Linked DNA regions of Mus musculus: regions 1, 3, 4, 5, 6 and 7 are each linked to region 2. A link is a contact called in public Hi-C, HiCAR-type and promoter capture Hi-C data. All regions are on one chromosome and are shown on one strand. The core of a region is the stretch at or near the end of the contact, and the rest is flanking DNA. Distances in the headings are between cores, read along the strand shown. Region 1 holds the start of Smarcb1 (SWI/SNF related, matrix associated, actin dependent regulator of chromatin, subfamily b, member 1). Region 2 holds the start of Pofut2 (protein O-fucosyltransferase 2). Region 3 holds the start of Cabin1 (calcineurin binding protein 1). Region 4 holds the start of Cstb (cystatin B). Region 5 holds the start of Zfp280b (zinc finger protein 280B). Region 6 holds the start of 2610008E11Rik (RIKEN cDNA 2610008E11 gene). Region 7 holds the start of Prmt2 (protein arginine N-methyltransferase 2).

The links. Promoter capture Hi-C pulls out the DNA fragments that hold promoters and counts their contacts. A called contact is a pair of places that touch in the nucleus more often than the background predicts. HiCAR-type assays count read pairs that join an accessible place to other places. Capture Hi-C pulls out chosen DNA fragments and counts their contacts.
Region 1: a promoter capture Hi-C map of pancreatic islet shows a contact between it and region 2, with 4 times the contacts expected there. The contact joins the promoter of Smarcb1 here to the promoter of Pofut2 in region 2. A contact is called at or near these places in 2 of 39 promoter capture datasets (both in liver) and 1 of 9 other capture datasets (pancreatic islet).
Region 3: a contact with region 2 is called in a HiCAR-type map of fibro-adipogenic progenitors, with 5 times the contacts expected there. The contact joins the promoter of Cabin1 here to the promoter of Pofut2 in region 2. A contact is called at or near these places in 1 of 39 promoter capture datasets (liver) and 1 of 115 datasets of contacts at active chromatin or transcription factors (fibro-adipogenic progenitors).
Region 4: a promoter capture Hi-C map of liver shows a contact between it and region 2, with 4 times the contacts expected there. The contact joins the promoter of Cstb here to the promoter of Pofut2 in region 2. A contact is called at or near these places in 2 of 9 other capture datasets (adipose tissue and liver).
Region 5: a contact with region 2 is called in a Hi-C map of CD4 T cells, with 4 times the contacts expected there. The contact joins the promoter of Zfp280b here to the promoter of Pofut2 in region 2. A contact is called at or near these places in 1 of 39 promoter capture datasets (liver) and 1 of 484 Hi-C or Micro-C datasets (CD4 T cells).
Region 6: a promoter capture Hi-C map of pre-B cells shows a contact between it and region 2, with 6 times the contacts expected there. The contact joins the promoter of 2610008E11Rik here to the promoter of Pofut2 in region 2. A contact is called at or near these places in 1 of 39 promoter capture datasets (pre-B cells) and 1 of 484 Hi-C or Micro-C datasets (CD4 T cells).
Region 7: a contact with region 2 is called in a Hi-C map of CD8 T cells, with 6 times the contacts expected there. The contact joins the promoter of Prmt2 here to the promoter of Pofut2 in region 2. A contact is called at or near these places in 2 of 39 promoter capture datasets (liver and pre-B cells), 2 of 484 Hi-C or Micro-C datasets (CD4 T cells and CD8 T cells) and 1 of 9 other capture datasets (liver).

What each region holds. Positions count from the first base shown.
Region 1 is chr10:75,920,263-75,922,962 of GRCm38.p6, reverse strand. Smarcb1 (SWI/SNF related, matrix associated, actin dependent regulator of chromatin, subfamily b, member 1) reads left to right here and starts at 1,349. Exons shown (of 9, transcript NM_011418.2): 1 at 1,349-1,660. The coding sequence starts at 1,568.
Region 2 is chr10:77,257,790-77,260,682 of GRCm38.p6, reverse strand. Pofut2 (protein O-fucosyltransferase 2) reads right to left here and starts at 1,383. Exons shown (of 9, transcript NM_030262.3): 1 at 1,230-1,383; 2 at 1-109. The coding sequence starts at 1,360. It overlaps Gm10941 (predicted gene 10941), which reads left to right and starts at 1,460. Exons shown (of 2, transcript NR_026944.1): 1 at 1,460-1,956; 2 at 2,697-2,893.
Region 3 is chr10:75,762,933-75,765,632 of GRCm38.p6, reverse strand. It overlaps Cabin1 (calcineurin binding protein 1), which reads left to right and starts at 1,276. Exons shown (of 37, transcript NM_172549.3): 1 at 1,276-1,608.
Region 4 is chr10:78,424,338-78,427,158 of GRCm38.p6, reverse strand. Cstb (cystatin B) reads right to left here and starts at 1,489. Exons shown (of 3, transcript NM_007793.3): 1 at 1,302-1,489; 2 at 131-232. The coding sequence starts at 1,367.
Region 5 is chr10:76,031,188-76,033,887 of GRCm38.p6, reverse strand. Zfp280b (zinc finger protein 280B) reads right to left here and starts at 1,276. Exons shown (of 2, transcript NM_177475.3): 1 at 1,139-1,276.
Region 6 is chr10:79,096,177-79,098,876 of GRCm38.p6, reverse strand. 2610008E11Rik (RIKEN cDNA 2610008E11 gene) reads left to right here and starts at 1,277. Exons shown (of 6, transcript NM_001004362.2): 1 at 1,277-1,419. The coding sequence starts at 1,399.
Region 7 is chr10:76,236,245-76,239,136 of GRCm38.p6, reverse strand. Prmt2 (protein arginine N-methyltransferase 2) reads left to right here and starts at 1,272. Exons shown (of 11, transcript NM_133182.3): 1 at 1,272-1,387; 2 at 2,316-2,425. The coding sequence starts at 2,372.

The DNA of each region.
Region 1 (2,700 bases), core at 100-2,599, 1.3 Mb after region 2:
GACTGTCCTGGGACCCACAGAGGTCTGCCTGCCTATGACTCTGGAGTTCTGGGATTAAAAGTGTGAGCCACCCCTGGCCCTTAACCCTCTGGTTCCCATGGCTGTGAGATCAGTGGGCAAACTCCTGGTTACCACAGCCTTTCCTAGTTCTTTAACATCTCCTTCATCATGACCCCAGTCACAATTGCAGTCTCATTAGACTGACCCTTATGAAGCTGGCCACTGTTTGTCCTGCTGCTTTCAGAGAAGTGTTTGTATTTTGCACATCCCACCATGCCCCCACCTCCCCTACACTAGGTTGTTAGTCCCTTTGCTCCCATACACAATGTCACTTTTACTTTAATGTTCTGTGGAATACATATTTTATGTATCTAAGGAAAATCTAGAAAGCACAAATGAGAGAAAACGTATTTGTCTTTCTGAGACTGGCCTGATTTGTTTAATATGATATCTTAGTTGCATCCATTTTCCTGAAAACAATGTAATTTCACTTTTGTGGCTGAAAAACAAAAAACACATGTACACACATTTCACACTCTTTTTTGTTTTCTGGGACAGAGTTGCTCAACATATCCCTGACTGTCTTGGAACTGAAGCTAAAAGCTTGCACCACCACACCCAGCCTAGACTACATTTTCTTCATCCATTCCTCTATTGTTGAATAGCTACCTAGGCTAGGCTATAACTTAAGCTCCTGTAATAGTGCTACAATAAACATTAAACATTTTGGAGTCACGGCTCTGTTCAACAGGGGGTGGACTGCTTGGACACGTTCCAGAAGCACTGTCTTCTCTCGGGGCTGTTATGCCCCAAGGCGGGCAGAGGCACAGACCAGGGCTGGGCTTGTGGGCACCAAGCTTGCAGAGGTAAGGAAGGAATGCAAGTGCCTCCTCCCGTTCATCTGGCACATCACCTAGATCTTTGAATAGTACCAACCTCCATCCAGTATTGTCATTCTTCCCATCCCTACTGCCTCGGGAACTGCTGTTGGCCTGGAGTGGATAGCTAGCTATTCCTAACGCACTTTCGGGTGGAAAACCTGAGGCGCTAGCGTGGGGTCGCCATGCCCACCCAGCTTCCCTCGGGCTTCCAGATAGAGCGGTCCTTCTCCTCGCTTAACGTCTCATTTTTTTCCTTCATCCCGGGGCGGAGTGCCAGCTCTGGCTATGCGACTAGGAAAGCTACCGCCTGAGTCAGGGCCTCAGTGGCTATTTCGGTCGCTGAGAGGTTTTCCTCCTTACCCGCCCAGGGAGGAAGCCTAGGAAGCAAAAAAGAACTCGGGTCCCTTTAAGGGCTTGCGGGAACGCGCTCGGCCTTGAGTCGCGCAGGCTGCGGCGCGCACGTTAGCGTCAGCTTCTCCACGCATGCGCACCGAGGGCGGCCTGCTCGTTGCAGAGACGGCCAAGGAGCCCAGTAGTGACACGAGCGCTCGCCCGGTTCGCCCGGCTTGCCCTGCCCGACCTTCACCTCCAGGCCTCCGTTCCTTTCGGTCCGACGCGCCTCGGCCCCGCCCTAGCCCACCGGATTCTTTCCAGCTCGACCCCGGCTGCCGGTTTCCCCCGCCGCCATGATGATGATGGCGTTGAGCAAGACCTTCGGGCAGAAGCCCGTCAAGTTTCAGCTGGAGGACGACGGGGAGTTCTACATGATCGGCTCCGAGGTAGCCCGCGGCGCGTTCTCGGCTTCCCGGGCAGCGGCTGGCCGGCTCGAGTCCCGGGGCGGGCTAGTGCTCCCCGAGAGCGCGCCTCCATTCATCGCGGAGGCGGGCGCGTGCTCGCAGCTGGGGCGTGGCCTGGTGGGCGTGGCCGGTCCCGCCTGGACCGTCCTGGGTTTTCTTTACCCACTTAACGTTGTTCAGACCCTAAGCATCTGTCCTAGCTTAGAGCGTCGAGCCGGTACACTCTAGGCAGATGGGGAAAGGATGTTCGGGAAGCCCCTGGGCGCTTGGAAGTGGAGGTGCAACACTGCCCTTGAACCCTTTGGCAGCTCTCGTGCACCCCACTGCCCCGGTCTCGAAATCTCTACTTGTAAGCCCGAAGCTTAGGAAAGCCTCTTCCCCTTTGTGTTGTTGCTTGCGAGGTGGACTGCAGAGAGCTTTTATGATGTTTAGAAAGTGATTGGACATGTTTGCTTTTGAGTGGATTGAGGCCCTGAGGTCGGAAGCACTAACGTTTTGGAGATCAGTGAACTAATTTTGAGTTTTTATAGGGGATAAATCTGAAGGGTCGCTAACCCAGAACCCAGAGCTAGAAGAGACAGCTTCTGTGCAGTCAGGTGGACAGGGTTCCTTAGGATCGCACCTGTGCGCCAGCCACTACCCTTTTCACAGGGGTCGCATATCAAAGATCCTGCATATTAGGTATTTACATTATGATTCGTAACTGTAGCAAAAATTAGAGTTATGAAGTAGCAACGAAAAAAGTTTATGGTGGAGGGGGTCATTACAACATGAGAAACTGTATTAAAGGGTCACAGCATTAGGAAGGTTGAGAACCACAACCTTAGAAAATCCCTTCAATTAACCCTAGAGACCAGCCAAATCTTTGTGTTTTTTTGTTTTTTTTGTTTTTCTTTTCTTTTTCTTCTTCGAGACAGTTTCTCTGTGTAGCCCTGGCTGTCCTGGAACTCACTCTGTAGACCAGGCTGGCAGAAATGTGCCTGCCTCTGCCTCCTGAGTGCTGGGATTAAAGGCGTGTGCCA
Region 2 (2,893 bases), core at 134-2,633:
CACCCACTCTTCAGTCTTCAACAGCGTCTTCAGCAAGGATGCCACCCGGATATAGACATCCCTGCGGAGATTGAAGCCTTCTGGGGGGTTGACATCATACAGGAGGTACCTGAGAAGGGAGCAAGACATAGGCCGTGTGTGAACTGTGGGGAATCTTCATGGGGCACCCACACCCGGCTTACAGAGAGGGCAGTGACTATACAATGACCAGCAGAGCTCATAAGTGCCAACAGCAGATTCACACTCTCTGACAAATCAGAATGTAAACGGAACCTCAGCGGCTGAGCCTGAGAATCGGTTTCACAGCCATTCCCACAGTGTCTCATCCAAAGACTCCTTGACTCCTTCACAGTCTGAACAAAATTAATGAGATGCCCAAAGGCCAGTTGTTTACTCAGGGGGGGCCAAACCTTTGACAATGAGGCATGACGCTGTCTGTCATCAATAATTCATCGCTATTCTGAGATGTATGTGGTCAATGGGCACAGGTTGGACAAATCTGGTTTATAAATTAAATCTACTGACAGTTCCTGTGTTGGAAGCTAAAGCTAGAAGTATTCATCCATTCACTGAAAAATAACAACAGTCTCGTTATATTAACAAAGATTATTTTAAATGAAAAATATGCATTTTCAAAATAAAAACAGTGAAAAGGATAGGATGATAATATTCTGATTAAGCCTCACTGTGATATTACAGGTCCGGTTGGCTGGCCGGTGGAAAAACTCCACAGTACACTAATGACATCTGAGAAAGTCAAAGTGACGAAGAATCTCCCTCCGTGAAAACGGTTCTAAAACTTTATTTAAGGCTTCGCCAAAGCAAGATTCCTTTCTACGGAATCGCGGGCAGGCTTCAGTCCCGTCATCACTGGGTTTGTCGGCACCAGACCCCTGGTTTACCCTCCCTCCAGTTTGGGGAAGAGCGGCCGCGGAAGAAGCGCCATCTCCACGACAGCCCACACGAACTTCTGTCTCGCTGGAACTTAAGATCGGCCTCGGGACAGCGTGCCTGAGGTGGCCAGAGCCGGGCTCCACCTACGCTCCCGGACCTTCTGGTAGCGATCTCTCGGGAGTAGACGGCCAGCTCAGCCCAAGGCCAGGGCGACCTTCGCCACGCAGCCTTCGCTCCTGCAGCCTGCGTGCGCAGCCCCGGTCCCGCTGCCCCCAGCCCGCTGCTGACCCTGTCCCAGATGCCTCGCTCCGCCCGGCCGGCGTGGACGCGCTTACCGTCTGCGGGATGCCGCCCCCGACAGGATGTCCGCCGCCGACTGGCCAGGCCAGAATTCTTCTCCTGAAGCCGAGACCGGCCGCCAGGATGCCGCTGCCAGCAGCAGGCAGACGACGCTGAGCGCCGCCATGGCCCCGGCGGCCACGCACTTCCGGCTGCCGCGCCCCGGTCCGGAAGTGCGCCTGTCCGCCCCACGGAGCGCGTCTCCAGTAGCTACGGCAACGCGGCCAGACCCACGGTGCGCACGCGCCTCTCTTCGTCTGAGTAGGAGTATGTGGGCGTGACCAGGGGTGGGTCCTGGGGAATGGGCGTGTCCTCAGCGCAGTCACGCCCTTCCCAAGCTCTCCTGGTTGTACTTTCAGCTGAGGGCGCTGCGGTGGCCTGGCTCGGTTGAGTCTTAGAGTCGTCGGCTTTGCGAGGTGCGCTATTTGTCCCGAGGGCAGAGAGAATTCGCTTGGTCTCATCCGGGACTTGCTGAGCATCACGACGCCAGGCATTCCTGTTGCCGGGTGTTGTACGGTCCCGGGATGTGGGCGGAGCTGGCCGCAGGTCTGGTCCTGCAGGACAGAGCCAGAGGACAGAGCACTGGCCTCCAGGAGTGGGGATGGATGCAGGACCTGAAGGTGCTCTCCGTTCCGTGTAGGGCTCTAGCGCTGGAGCAGCGAGCAGCTTAGGAGTCAGAGGACCAGGTGCCCCACGGAGCTCTGAGCTTTCCTGAAAATACTTGTGAGTGACTGTGGCTTTTTTTTTTTCTTTTTTAAAAGTTGCATCGCAGTGGAAGTGTCTAGAACCAAGTGTTTGTACAGACCCCATTGAAGTGGTGTTAACTGATGGAGTTAGTATTACATACAGATTCCGAAGCAGACAGCCACATACTCTGCACGCTACTACTGTATGCTGTAACAGTCGGATATCTGATAAAAACAAGAGAGTCACAGGTGGCCAGAAAGCATAGCATTAAAGAGATAGTTGAGCTTCATCAAAAAGTAAAACCTAGTCTTTGTCTTTTTTTTTTAAGATTTATTTTATGTATATGAGTACATTGTGGCTGTCCTCAGACACACCAGAAGAGGGCATCAGATCCCATTACAGATGGTTGTGAGACTCCATATGGTTGCTGGGAATTGAATTCAGGACCTCTGGAAGAGCAGTCATTGCTCTTAGCTACTGAGCCACGTCTCCAGCCCCAAAACCTAGTCTTTGAAAGGCAGGGGTAGGAAAAAGAAAAGACAGAGCCTGGGAGAAAGCACCCAGATTATAATAATTACCCTAACAGGGGCTGGAGAGATAGCTCAGCAGTTAAGAGCACTGACTATTCTTCCGGAGGTCCCAAGTTCAAATCCCAGCAACCACATGGTGGCTCAAAACCATCTGTAATGAGATCTGATGCCCTCTTCTGGGGGTGTCTGAAGACAGCTACAGTATACTTACATTTAATTAATAAATTTTTTTAATTACCCTAACAGAGGACTTGTGTCCAATCGTGGAGAGATCTTTAAAGTCCGGGAGTACCTTGGGAGCTGGAGAGAGGGCTCAGCGGTTAAGAGCACTGACTGCTCTTCCAGAGGTCTTGAGTTCAATTCTCAGCAACCACATGGTGGCTCATAACCATCCCATACCCTCTTCTGATGTGTCTGGAGAAAGTGATAGTGTACTCACATAC
Region 3 (2,700 bases), core at 27-2,526, 1.5 Mb after region 2:
AGTTCCAGGATAGCCAGGGCTATACAGAGAAACCCTGTCTCAAAAAACCAAAAAAAAAAAAAAAAAAAAATTTTAATGTGTTCTTTCAGAGTTCCTGAGTTCAATTCCCAACATGGTGGCTTGCAACCATCTGTAATGGGATCCGATGCCCTCTTCTGGTGTGTCTGAATACAGATATTGTGTACTTACATTCATAAAGTAAACAAACCTTTTTTTAAAAAAAATTATGTGTATGAGTGTTTTGCTTGCATGTATGGCTGTGTACCACATTGTGCAGTTCCAGAAGAAGCCAGAAGAGGGCGTTGGAGATCGTCTTGAACTCTTGAACTGAAATTACAGCCGGTTGTGAGCTGTGCCAATGCTGGTCTTCAAACCAAGGTCCCCTGGAAGAGAAGCCAGTGCTCTGAACTGCCAAGACGGCTCTGCAGCCCCTTAGTGTTATTTAAATCATTCTTGTGGGATACTTTGCCACCAGGGATTCCAGCAGTGTGGAGCTCCTCCCTAAAGGGTTGCATCAACTCCCAAAATACTAACCTCTCCTTATCAGGTTTTTCTGCTCAAAAACCGGTAAACTTCTCTGACACGTTTCTTAAGCGGGTCTGCTCCCCCGCCCTTTGGTTTTTAAATCATTTGCGTTTCTAAGTCGTTCATGTATCTAATCCCTGCTCTTGGGAGACAGAGGCAGGCTTATCTTTGTGAGTCGGAGAGCCTGTAAATACGGAGTTCCAGACCAGGCAGAAGAGGCGAGGCCTGGGCACCATAACAAGTTCCAGCTCCCTATCTAGTTCTGCTTGCGTGTCGCTTGGGTTTCCAATCATTATCGTCAGAACACCTGCTCCGGGTCTTTGGCAGCAATGCGCTTGTTTTAGTGAATGGGGGGGGGGGGGGTTCTAGTTTGTAAACTCGCGTTCATAAAGCGTGCGTGCAAGTGGTAGTATGTGATGGCCAGTAACCTTAGCAAGCCGGAGTCCGAAGCCGGAGGATAGCCACGAGTTCGAAGCTAGTTTGGGCTGCACTAGTGAGACACTGCTTAAAACAAACCAGACCAAAATAAAACACAATAGCAACAACAAAACCAAAGCAAAATAAAACAAAACTGTTAAGTCCTGCAGGTAGCGGAGCGCAGCAGCAGCAGGCAGCAGCGTTCCCACGCGCGCGAGTCAAAGACACAGCGCACAGCGAACCCGTGGGTCCGCCCAAACAGCCTACTCCGATTGGCTGATAAGGCTGACACTTCAGCCAATGAGAGCGTTCCTTGTTGGTTTGTCGCGCGCAGGAGTCTGGGAGCTCCGGCCGTTGCCCTGGAGACGCCGGTCGAGTTCCGGGGAGCAAGGGCTGTGTGTGTCTGCTAAGTGTGCGCACGGCTCCCGTGAGCGCGAGGAGGTGGAACCACGCGAGAAGACCCGCTCTTCCCCTTCCTCCCGGGCGCGGTGGGCCGAAGCCAGGCTCGAGACCCGAAGGCACGGGCGCGGGTCTTCTGCCCACGCTGGCTTCTTCTCGCTTCCCGCAGCCTCGCCCGGTGGCGCCTAGGGTGGGTCACAGTGACCGCAGCTCGAAGCCATCCCTTTCGGTGCGTCCTTTCGTTCACCTTCACCGCAGCCCAGCGAGGTGAGTGTGATGTGAGTACCATTTCCAGGGGTGGAAACTGAGGCCGAGGGAAGGTTTTAAACGACTTTAAAGTTCCGGTGCGGCTTACCCCGACTGCAGCCATTCTGCTCAACACCCTCCATGGAGGAGGCAGGTAGAACGACTTCACCTGGCGCTGTCAGGTTTCTGCACTTGTGGACTTTGCCGCTTAACTCTTCAAGACGTGACTTCTTATAGGTCATCAGTGTGGCCTATTGAACCTCATCTGGGTAAAGTTCCTTCTATGTGATTGATTAATTTGCTTAGGAATAAAATTTAGAATGATCTCCTTCAGGGGTTGGCACACTCTTGTAGATAGATTTATATTTTATGTTGTAAATTTAATTTAAAAAAAAACAATACTTTTAATGGTAAGTGTTTTAGATTTGGGGTGGCTGTTCAATTGTTTCATTAATAAAGTCAAAGACAATATATGAGACAGTGTGTCACTATAATTTTATTTATAGATACTGAAAGCTGAATGGAAATAATTTTTATGTAATTGTCATGAATCAAGAGGTTGGTTGGTTGGCTGGTTGTTTTCCTCATTAGAAATGTAAAAAAGAAAAAAAAATCCTCCTTTCGGGCTGTATAATAGCAGTGGATGGTGAACCTACAGGCCATGTCTAGACCAGCATGTCACATCATAGAGGAAACAGGCATAGAGAGGGGCATTTATGTTAAGTCAGTCTCTCACACACAGTTCTACCATAACCTCAAGACTGCCAGAAGTCAGGTGTCATAGTTAGGGTTTTACTGCTGTGAACAGACACCATGACCAAGGCAAGTTTTATAAAGGACAACATTTAATTGCGGCTGGCTTACAGGTTCAGAGGTTCAGTCCATTATCATCAAGTCGAGAACATGGCAGCATCCAGGCAGGCATGGTGCAGGAGGAGCTGAGAGCTCTACATCTTCATCTGAAGGCTGCTAACAGAAGACTGACTTCCAGGAAGCTAGGACTAGGGTATAAAATCCCACTCCCACAGTGACACACCTCTAACAAGGCCACACATCCAAATAGTGCCACTCCCTGGGCCAAGCATATGCAAACCATCACACTGTGTGTAATGG
Region 4 (2,821 bases), core at 240-2,739, 1.2 Mb before region 2:
ACACCCCAAATTCATCCTCTCAGAACATGTACATGTCCCCTTAAGGGGTTCTCTGCAGGAAGTTGCAGGACACTCTGCTCTACTCTGAGACTATGTCCCCAGTTCATGCCAAGCTACTATCAGTACCCACCTTGATGAAGAGGTTGGTGCCAGCCACTATCTGTCTCTTGAAGGATATGGCTTTAAAGACATCAAACTTCTGATTTTCTTTCGATTCAAGCTGGGACTTCACCTGGATGGTGGGTGAGAAGGAAGGACTTAGATTCATGCACAGGTGCCCCCACACACACACACTGCCAGCCTTCAATACTCCTCATTCCGGGGGACATGGTAAACTGTTGGCCCCACTGATAAAGAACAACACAGCTCCTTTTTTTTGGGGGGGGGGGGGACAGGGTCTCACTATGTAGCTATGGCTGGCATGGAACTAAGCAAACTGGGCTGGCTTCAAATTCAGAGAGACTCGCCTGTCTCTGCCTCCTGAGTGCTGATGTGGCACGTGGCCAAGGTTCCCTTGCCTGGCCAGTGTGTCTGTAACATTTCCTCATTTCTAGGGTCTCATGGAGCTGACTCACTCCTTCTTGGCCACTTCAGTCAGAGCAAACACCTCCCAAGATCAGCTAGGCTTAGTGGACAGGGTCCTGGGCTTGGGGCGTGGCAGGAGAGCTGAAGAGAGGATTTGTTTAACTTTTCTTCTCTTGCTAATACCCTGAACCTCCCCCTACCTTGTACTGAATCTCTGCTCTGCTAACAGTCACAGGAAGGGCAGCCCAGGCCCAAGGTCCACCCCCTCGTTTCAGACTAGGCACAAGCAAGTTCTACAACTTCTGGTTTTGATCCTTTTTTTTTTCCCTGAGGGGCGGTGTTGGTGATGGTGGTGGTGGTATCAGTTGAATTCCTGCCACTGAGCTAAACAGTCCTAGCTCTTTCTTTTGAGGAGACAAGCACAGTAGCCCAGTCTGGCTTTCTCTTGTTTAGGCCTGGGTGTAAGTCAAAAAGGTGCCGTCTAGGTTCTAACAGCTGCCTTCCTGAATTCTCTGGGACCACCGGATCCCTCCACCGATCCCGGGGCTAGTTCCCTAATAGGTGAGTGGCCCTCTTGTATGCAAGCGGCAGAAGACTCGCCCCAGTTCCCGGCCCTGAATCTTCCAACCAGATCCAGAGCCCCCAGCTCCCAGTCACACTTGTGGCCGCCCCGGAAACCCGCTGCAGGACCTGACCAGTCTGGGCAGGCCGGTCCCTGAGGCCGCCGGGTCTCCGCAGGCCTGGCTCAGACTGGCCTGACCTGGGCCCAGCCTCACCTGGTCGGCGACCTCCTGCGTCTCGGCCGTGGCTGGCATTGTGGCAGATGGCGCGCCACACATCATCTTGGCAGCAGTAGTCGGGGTAGCACGGAGAAGCTGAAGACAGATCCAACTAGGAGACCTGGGTGCCTGGACCCTAGAAAAACCTGGCTTGGCTCCGCCCCCCCGGACCCGTAGCACGTGACAGAGCGACGGGGCGGGGCGCCGCACCCTCTCGCTCGCTCTCTTTACTGTCACCACCCTCCGTTCCAGGCAGAGTCAGGAGACCCAGGCTGGGCGTGGGCGGAGGGTGAGGCATGGTGGGTGCTTCACGTCCTTTCCCTGAACGGACGCTAAGAAGGGTTTGGAGGCTGGGAGTCCTGATTGCCCCTCAATGGTCGTGAAGTGATTGTAGGAGTATCTCTGACCCGGCTTAGGGGCTTCCGGGTCCTCACAGGATGCAGAGATGTGAGAAGGGGTCCTAGTCTTTCCATGGAGTAGGTGGACACGAAGTACAGCCCTGGACATCTCAATTTCCCCTTGTCCTGTGACTATTAAGTGGGGGTCTTGATGGGTCCCTATCCCTCCTTCCATAGAGTGGATACAGAAATAGATGATTGAGGACCTAGAAGTCTCAGATCCCTGTTCCTTGACCCCTGGCCCCATCCTTTCCTCCCCTCCCCAACGTGGACTTAGTTTTTGGGTCCGGATAACCCCATGAAATAAGAGCTTATCTGGGAATTCCATTCTTTTTGAATGACATGGCCTTGTCAGGCGGTAGGCGGGGCTTGGGGATCCCAGCCCCAGCCCCACAGAGCTGGGTAGGTGGTCTATTCTGGGTGAGACTCTATTCTCACACACCCAACACAGGCTGGGAACCATGAGGACCCCGGATATGCCCTCTGTCAGTGCTCTTACTTGAGTGACCTTCAAACCCGAGTTTCCGTTTGCAAAACTGTCACAGTTGGATAGCAGGACATGATGGTATACACCTGCAATCCTGGCACTTGAGAGGCTAAGCTAACCTGACTATGCAGTGAGACCTTGGCTTAAAAAAAATAATTTGGGGGTGCAGAGGTAGCTCATGGTAAGGGGCTTGCCACGGAAGTGCGACAGCCTGAATTTGATATTTGGAACCCAGTCAAAGAGCCAAGTGAGGGGCTGGAGAGATGGCTCAGCAGTTAAGAAAACTGGCTGCTCTTCCAGAGGACCTGAGTTCAATTCTCAGCTCCCACATACTAGCTCACAACTCCAGTTCCATGGGATCCTATTTCTCCACCCCCTGGCCTCAATGGGCACTAGGGATGCAAGTGGTGCCCAGACATACATGGAGACTTGTGGTGGTGGCAGTCAACCCAAACTAAAACAGAAGTTAGTACCAGACACTGGAGTATTGCTGGGATTAGGCCTGGCCATGCTTTTGTTTGGAGGAATGTGGATTTTGGGTTAGAAAAGCAATTGATCACTTAATAGTTCATAGGGCCATAGTAGTAGGAATATGGAAGACAGTGGTGATGAAGGTGATGTGAGCTTTGGGG
Region 5 (2,700 bases), core at 27-2,526, 1.2 Mb after region 2:
AAAACACTAATTTTTGTTCCTTTGTCTGTTTTCAAGACAGGGTAGCTTTGGCTGTCCTGTTACTACCGCTGTAGACCAGGTTGCCCTCAAACTCATAGAGATTCGCCTGCCTCTGCCTTCTGCTATCACCCATGGTAATGATTTTTTTTTTTTTTTTTATCAAATCACAGCAGCAAACAGAAGTCAGAAAATGAGGTAGACCTTTTCTCTTACCGCAGATATACGCTGTAACTTTTAATAGCTTCAGAGAGTCCAAGAGCTGCAAGTCACATACTTGGGGTAAATCAGACAGACAGAGAACCTCTTAAGATTTAGTTACATTTTACGTGTTAAAAGATTTTACTCCATTTCACTACCTACCAGTTATTTCATGCTTATTTTCCGTTTTGTTAGCTCTGATACGAAAGAAACAGCCGTCTGTCTCCTCTTAACCAAGTACTGGGTGCGAGGTCATCACAACCGGTTTGTGTAGTACTAGGCAAGCAAGCACTCCACCAACTAAGCTACTCCCTCAACCCTGTCGTCTGTGTGGTTATTATAAGCACCTTATACGCTACCTTCCAACACCATAGCCCAGTAAACAAAACAACACAACCCACCGAGCACTGCTCAAAGCAAAACTAGCTAGCTAGGAGCCCCGAGAGCTGCACTGGGGCTCAAAGGGGGCACAAAGCCAACAAAATAAACAAGATATTGCTGTATGGGAAGGGGAGGGGCGCAGAAAAATGGCTTTTTAAAGCCTCCAAGGGCCTGCAGATCTCCAAACTGGGAGTGGGACTTAATCTACAAACCCGGATTTCGTCTGTACCTACTTTTTTGAATGGGTCTCAACGAAGTGGTCCTCCCTCCTCCTTCCCTAGTGGCAGAGCTTCGAGGCAGGCGTCGGAGAGCCCAGTAGCGAGGTCTGCAGCCTCCAGGACTTTAGGTGAGGGGCCCTCGGCGATGGGAATGGCATTTAAGGGGTGCAGGCCCAGCCCCAGGACTGGGGGGTTCGTGGGAGAGGGAGGCTGCCAGGAAGGGGTCTCTGGGCTCCCGGCCTAGCCACGCTCGCTTCCCCGGGACTCGCAGAAGGCCCTCACCCGGCGTCCCCTCCCGGTCGCTCCCGCAGAGGTCACCAGCACCACGCCCCTGTCCTTACCTCCCGGCAGGCGTACCTGAGCCTCCCCCGGACGCCCCGGCCCGCGAGGCGCTGCGCGGGAAGCCCCGCACCACGACCTCCAGGGCCCCGCCGCTCCAACACCAAAGCCCCGGCCGGCGCGCACTAGCCCACGGCGACCTGTGATTGGCTGCCAAGGGTGGACGCGAGGTCAGCCGCGCGGCGTAGCGCCGATCTGATTGGTTCCTCAAGGCCCCTGGGCGCGTTCTCTCACTCGGGCGCCCCTAGTGACTGCCGCGGGCGGAGGGACTGAGCTGGGACGATCAGGCAGTGGTGATGCCCACCCCTGAAATCTTGGACCTGCGAGATTTGGGAACCCAAAGCCAGGCCTTTCGTCCATTCCAGCATTCCCTCGGGGGTGGGGATAGGGTGGGGTGGGAGCGGGGGCTGAGGCAGGAGGATTGCTAGTTAAACGTGGCTGCTTAGGGAGAGGAGGTAGGAGTGGGGGTGGGAAGGGTGGGAGGGGCATAGATAAGAGAGAAAGAAGGAAAAAAAAAATGGAGCTTCAGCTAGCCTGGGCCCAGGGCCAGAGATGGTTCCCAGTCCTTTAGGAAACTGTTTGCCCACCTGTATTACAGCTATGACAGCTCCTCTCAAGTGTGTAGCTTTTGCATAAGCACACAAGCTTGCCCCTTGCACTTAGAAAACGACCTAGCTACTGAATTTGAAACAACCTTAAAGCTGCCTCTGGGACAAATCCAAATCAGCCGGCTGTTTTTATCAGGAAGGAAACTCAGAACAGATGTCCCAGGTTCGGTTTGTTTGTTTTGTGTTTGTTGTTTGAAAAACATCAGAAAGCGGGGCAGCTGTGGTGGTGCACCCACTTGGGAGGCAGAGGCAGGCGGATTTCTGAGTTCAAGGTCAGCCTGGTCTACAGAGTGAGTTCCAGGGCAGCCAGGGATATACTGTAAGACCCTGTCTCAAAGAAACCTAAAAATAAAAAAAAAAATTAAAAAATAAAAACCATCAAAAGATGAATGCCTTTTTGGAGCATGCGCAAATTACATGAAATTCGAATTTCAGTTTTCAGTTTTGAAACACAACATGCTCATTCTTTTTTTTTCTTTTTCTTTTCTTTTCTTTTCTTTTCTTTTTTTTTCTTTTTTTTTTTTTTTTTTTTTTTTTTTGGGTCTTTCGAGACAGGGTTTCTCTCTGTATAGCGCTGGCTGTCCTGGAACTCAGAAATCCGCTTGCCTCTGCCTCCCAAGTGCTGGGATTAAAGGCATGCACCACCACGCCCGGCTCATTCTTTTCCTTCTTGCCTGTGCTTGTTTTTTGTTTGTTTGTTTGTTTGTTTTTGTTTTTTGGGGTTTTTTTTGTTTGTTTTTTTGGTTTTTTTTGGTTTTTTTTTTTTGGTTTTTCGAGACAGGGTTTCTCTGTATAGCTCTGGCTGTCCTGGAACTCACTTTGTCGACCAGGCTGGCCTCCAACTCAGAAATCTGCCTGCCTCTGCCTCCCGAGTGCTGGAATTAAAGGTGTGCGCTACCACGCCCGGCTCTGTGCTTGTTTTCTTACTACACCAGAAAATTGTATTAATTACCAGA
Region 6 (2,700 bases), core at 28-2,527, 1.8 Mb before region 2:
ATATTCACCTGGAGAGTTCTAAACCGTGTGTGTGTGTGTGTGTGTGTGTGTGTGTGTGTGTGCGTGTGTGAGTGTGTGTGTGTGCGCGCGCATTCGTGCATGCATGAGTGTGTGTGTATGTGTGAGTGTGTGTGCGTTTGTGCATGCATGAGTGTGTGTGTGTGGGGGGGGGAGTCCTACTCCCCCTACTCTGATTTCATTGAAACTAAAGTTTGGAGTATTTAAAAAGTCCTAGGGGGTTATAATGTGTGGCCAACTTAGATGCATGTGCGTCAGGGTCTTGGCTGAGTTAGCTGTTCATGATATCCATGTGTGCTACATGGCTTTGCCCACCACCACCTCACATCTCACTTTCAGGTATCCAAAATTGCTATGCCCAGCTGAAATCAAGACATACTCCTTATACGGCAACATTTCTGCAAAGCAAATGCATTCTTATTGGTCGGCACATCTCTCTAATTGTCATTTGCTTTTCTCTAAGATTTTTCAGAACAGTTTGGAATTTGGTCAAATTAGCACTCAAAAACAAAAGGAATGGAAATAATTTGCATGCATGTGGCGGCTCACTATACGTGTTCAATTTTTTTCTTCTATAAAGAGAAATAAATTATGCCATCATTGTTATTATAGTGAATTTTACCTGTTTAGATTTTTTTTTTTAAAGCTGACACTTCTCAGAATACATATATGTGATTCTGAGGAGAAAAGGGGGAGAGAAAATAGAACAGGGAATGATGAGAGCAAAGTATAATATAACAACACCCTTCAGAAGAAGTCACAATGCATACCTAAATAATTAACCAATTTTTCAGTTCTGTCTACCATGTTGCTTGTATCGGACATTGCTGCCTTACATGAATGCTTTTTATTTTGAAGCTTAGAGTTGGGAAAACACAGTTTAAAACTGTCATGATGTGATTTCCATTTGTGAATAAGATATATATATATATATATATATATATATATATATATATATATATATTCAGCCGTAAGTCCATAAATCCTTTAGCTCTATATCCAGGGCAATTGTTCAGTACTGGGCTCTGTTCTCTCACGGGGTTGGGAGCAGCCCTGCCTGACAACATCTGTGAGCAAGAACTTGCTTTTTATTTATTTATTTATTTTTATTTTTGCTTGATTCACGCACGAATTGGTTCTGTCTACTGTCACTCGTAGCCAAGCCCGAAATGCTATCCAATCGGATGCACTAGACTGAGAATTGCCCAATCATACACAGAGAGCGAGCATGGAGGGCGGGCCTTCGCTGCTCCGCTGTGGCCTTTGTCTGTCCCCGGCCATCTTAGATCTGTAGCCTCATCCAGTTCCGAAGGATCGGAAATCACTGAGGCCCCTGTCTCCTGTGACAGTCGCGGTGGGGAGGCCCGCGCAGGACGCAGGATGTCGGCAGAGCCTGTCATGGTGAGTGCGAGCGTCCTGCAGCGGGGAAGCTGTCTCTGCACCCTCCGCCGCCCCCGACCCCCCGGCCCGGTGCGCCTGCGCCGTTGTCAGGTCCTTCAAGGCTGGGCTGGAGGGTGGAGGTTGCTGGAGTCCACAACTTGCCCGCGAGGACTTTGAGGGAGATGGGTTTCCTTCAAGAGAGGAGCCGGGTCCGTGGATTCTGCAGTCCCTTATATGTAAAGGAGAAGCAGCTCAGCTCGGAGGCCAGTAAGCAAAGGAGAGCGCCCCTTCGGGGACATCCCTCTACTTTGATCACAGTTGCCTAAGAATTTCATGAGGAGGCTAAAAGAAACAAAATCAATTTATGACAGTGTCATCTGGTTGATTTTTTCGGTAAAGGCTCCCAGCAACTTGATGTCACTTAGCATCAACATTCAGTGCTTAAGCAGATTTTAAGAGTTGAGTAAAATTTGAAAATTAAGGTAAATGGTGCATGAGTTGGCTTACTTATTTCTCTGGTCTGTAGAAAACACTGGTCTCACCTCAAAAGGATTAGAGAGAGTTTATTCTGGGACAGATATGAGTCACCCTGTTCAGTAGCATGTATTTAAGTTGCCCTAAATCACATGTTTCAACGTGGATGTAGTTAGGTGAGGTTTTAATAGTGAAAAACAAAATCAAGGCATTTATCAAAGACACTGTGGACACATCAGGGTAGATAGGTTACATGCAGAGGAAGCTCTTACAGATATGAGAGATTATCTGGGGACACTCTTAGCTTTTGGCTTGGTGGAAGCTAGTGGTCTGCTCTGTGGACACATTCCCAAGTTTTCAGCTGCTAGTTGGTGTCCGACCACATAGAGAAGATGAATACTAACTGGATATTAAGGGACCTGATGATCGCAAAGAGTTCTAACTACATTTGCAATGTTCCAGCTCCACAGAATCATGAAGTTTTGATCAGCCAGGAAACCTTATAAAGTCTTTAGAACTCACTTGGAATTATTTTTGAGGAAAGGAGAGACTTAAGTTTCTACTCCTTAAGAATTTTCTGACTTGTGAGGCAGAGACAGGTGGATTTCTGAGTTTGAGGTCTACAGAGTGAGTTCCAGGACAGCCAGGGCAATACAGAGAAACCCTGTCTTGAAAACAGAACAAAACAAAACAAAACAAACAAAAAAACCAAACCAAAACAAAACAAAACAAAAAGAATTTTCTGGCTGGGGAGATGGTTCTGATAGTAAAGGCACATGCCATCAACTGTGACAGTGTGAATTGCATCCCTGGAACTCATGTGGTGGA
Region 7 (2,892 bases), core at 23-2,522, 1.0 Mb after region 2:
AGGGTGGATCCTAGTGCCTGGAGCCTGAGCTTCGTGGCACCAGCAGGCTTTCAAGAATAGGTCTCAGGCCTGCCACACTGGGGGCTCTGAGGACAGTTTTTTCTGCCTTGGAAGATTGTGGGAAACTCTTTTCAACCTGTGGCATCCTGGCTCAGAGCTTCAGCCCTCTTCATCTGGTGGAAATGGAAAACTGGGCAGATTTAAAAAAAGGACCAGGTCCTCACACAGACAGACCCATCCCTTGGCTGCAGTTCATTGTGCGACTCCACTGAACCGATGGACTGAAGGCACAACAGGTGTGGTTTGCACAAGCCTTGCAAGCCCTGAGATGCCTCACAGCAGGTTTGGAATGATTGATTATGTTATGAGCTGTGGTGTTTCTACTGCACGAACCGAAGCATGATGGTTTAATTATAGAAAACAAAGAATTTTAATATTTCCCTATCATTCCTCAGCATGTATTAGAGTGTCTAGATTATATTGGACAAACGCATCCACCTAATTAGTATGCAAATCTGCTTTTGTCTCTAGTCAGTGGTAAAATTGTGTGTATGCCGAGTTTTACAATAAATTCTTTTCTGATTCACTTATCAGTAAATGTTTGATTCGTATGCCTATTTTAGATACCTAGAGTCGCTGAAAAACTTTCTGAGTAGGATGGGATTGCTAGTGGAGAAAGCTTAAGAAACCTTGCTTAGGGTCACCTGATGTCAGTGTCATTGCTCCTCCGCCCCCAACCCCTTCAGCACAGGATCTTCAGGACTTGGGGTCTCTGGTGTGTTTCGTGTCTCAGTAGCTATGTTGGTTCCACGATCAAAACTTAGTCCAAGATACTGTAGGGGGGTCCCATTCTGCAGAAGCTGATTCAGATCAAAACTAGGTTATTAAGCATTCGGAGAAGGGCATCAAACACACCGGCAGTCCCAGGTACACTCAGGACAGCGCTAGTACGCACTCCTGCTTCAGCCTGCCAATTGTTGCCTCGGTTCGAATCCGCTGGGGGCGCGGTCTACACCACCTGTGGCCTCCAACCCGGAGTCCAGTCTTCCCACAGATCTCCCGGTAAGTCGATCCTTACACTTTCTCACCTGCGTCTTGCAGCCTTAAGGCCCAATGCGACCGGCCGGAAGCAGGGACAGAAAATGCGCTTGCGCTGAGTGACAAGCTCTTAGAGAAAACCCCTGTCTCAAGACTATCTACAGCTACCAGCACCGAGTTTATACACACTGCGCTTGCGCAGGACACCCAGGCCTGGGCGGGGCGTGCTCTTCGGCCAGCTGGAGTGCTCCGCGCTTGCGCAGGTCCAGGGCGGCGGCTCAGGCTTCGGGTGGGCATCGTCTGTTCCTTTCTGGTATAGCCTAGAATTCAGCGGAGAAACGCGGCTGAGGTAGGTTTCTTAATGGACAGCTTAGACATCTGGATCGCAAGTGAGGCAGGGCAAGCTAGGCAAAAGGTCTTCCCTGTGCATGTCTCCAGCGCACTGAGGCCTCCGCCCCCTCTGGAGGCTTTAGAGTGCCCTCTCGAAGGTTCTATTCCAGCTACCCCCTCCCCTTTTCTCAGCACCGTCCGCCCTCTTCGCTCTCCTTTCGCTGCACCTCTCAATTCCCCCTGCGCACCTCCGCTGGCTCTTAGAGCCACGCCCTTCCAGGACCACGCCCACCTGCCTTCTGTATCCCGAGCCACATCCCCCATGCCTCTATATTCTTGGCCTCTATGGCCTCATCTGCTTGGCCTGGAGAACCCTCCAATTCATTGTCTTTCTTCCTCCGGGCACCCTCCCAGGCTTTTCACTGAAAATATAATTGTAAATAATTTGTGATTCTAATTATTACGAAGTAAGTATGAAGTCCAGATCTGGACGCACAACAGGCGTTTAAACAAAGAATCGATGTAATCTCAGAGCCAGTTAGGGTTACATTGCCCCTGGGGGTAAAAAAATAGAATTAAAGAACAGGAGGGTGTCGGGCATGGGGATTTCAGTTCTGCCTGTGGGTTAGGTCAAGTACTGGGCAAGGTGTTTTAATTTGAGTTTAAGCTATTAAGTGTTCCTAAAAAAAATGATACTGATTTATTCTAAGTAAAAAGAGGCTTCATAAATATCTCTTAAAAAAGGAGACTTCAGAGGAATAAATCTAGCATATTAAAGGAAGCACACAGCATTTGGATTTTTTAATTTAAAAAGCCCTCTAATGAATTGTGATGATAAAACGCCAATCCTGTTCCATTCTTAACACATACAGTAAACTGTAGCCGTGAAATGAGATTACTGACCAGGCAGTGTAACACTTTGTGCTTCTCTCTCTTCTTTCAAGTAGGCATGGGAGAGAAACTGAAGTAAAGCCCCAGTTATGAGACATGATCATATTGAACTATGGAGGCACCAGGAGAAGGTCCCTGCAGCGAGTCACAGGTCATCCCGGTTCTGGTACGTAAGAGCCACGTGTAATGATCATACAGAGGAACAGTACCAGCTTACAGGGGTGATGTCACTCTCCTTGTCTCTCAAGGTCCTGGCTCACAGGAGGATGCTTGAATTTAGAGAACGTTGAGGCAGGGGGATGGGTCTGGTCATTAGGTCCCATGCTGTGTATTGTCATGAACACTTCAGGGGACACTTCAGCATGCTTCAGATTCTTGTACTTGTTCTTAGATGGCCGTAGCATAGGACCAGGAAAATGCTTGGTACTCGAGAAGATCTGTCTTGGGTACGTATATTCAGTTTGATCCATGTTACCAGAGAAAAGATCTCCTTCAATCTTAAGGAATATTGATTATGTACAGTTAATGAAATGACTATTCAAATAAAAAGGTTTATTAAAAAAATCAAGATTTTCATGTCTGTGGTGTCAGCATCAGCCAGTTTTGTGTCCCTTTTAATGGTATGCCTTCCCT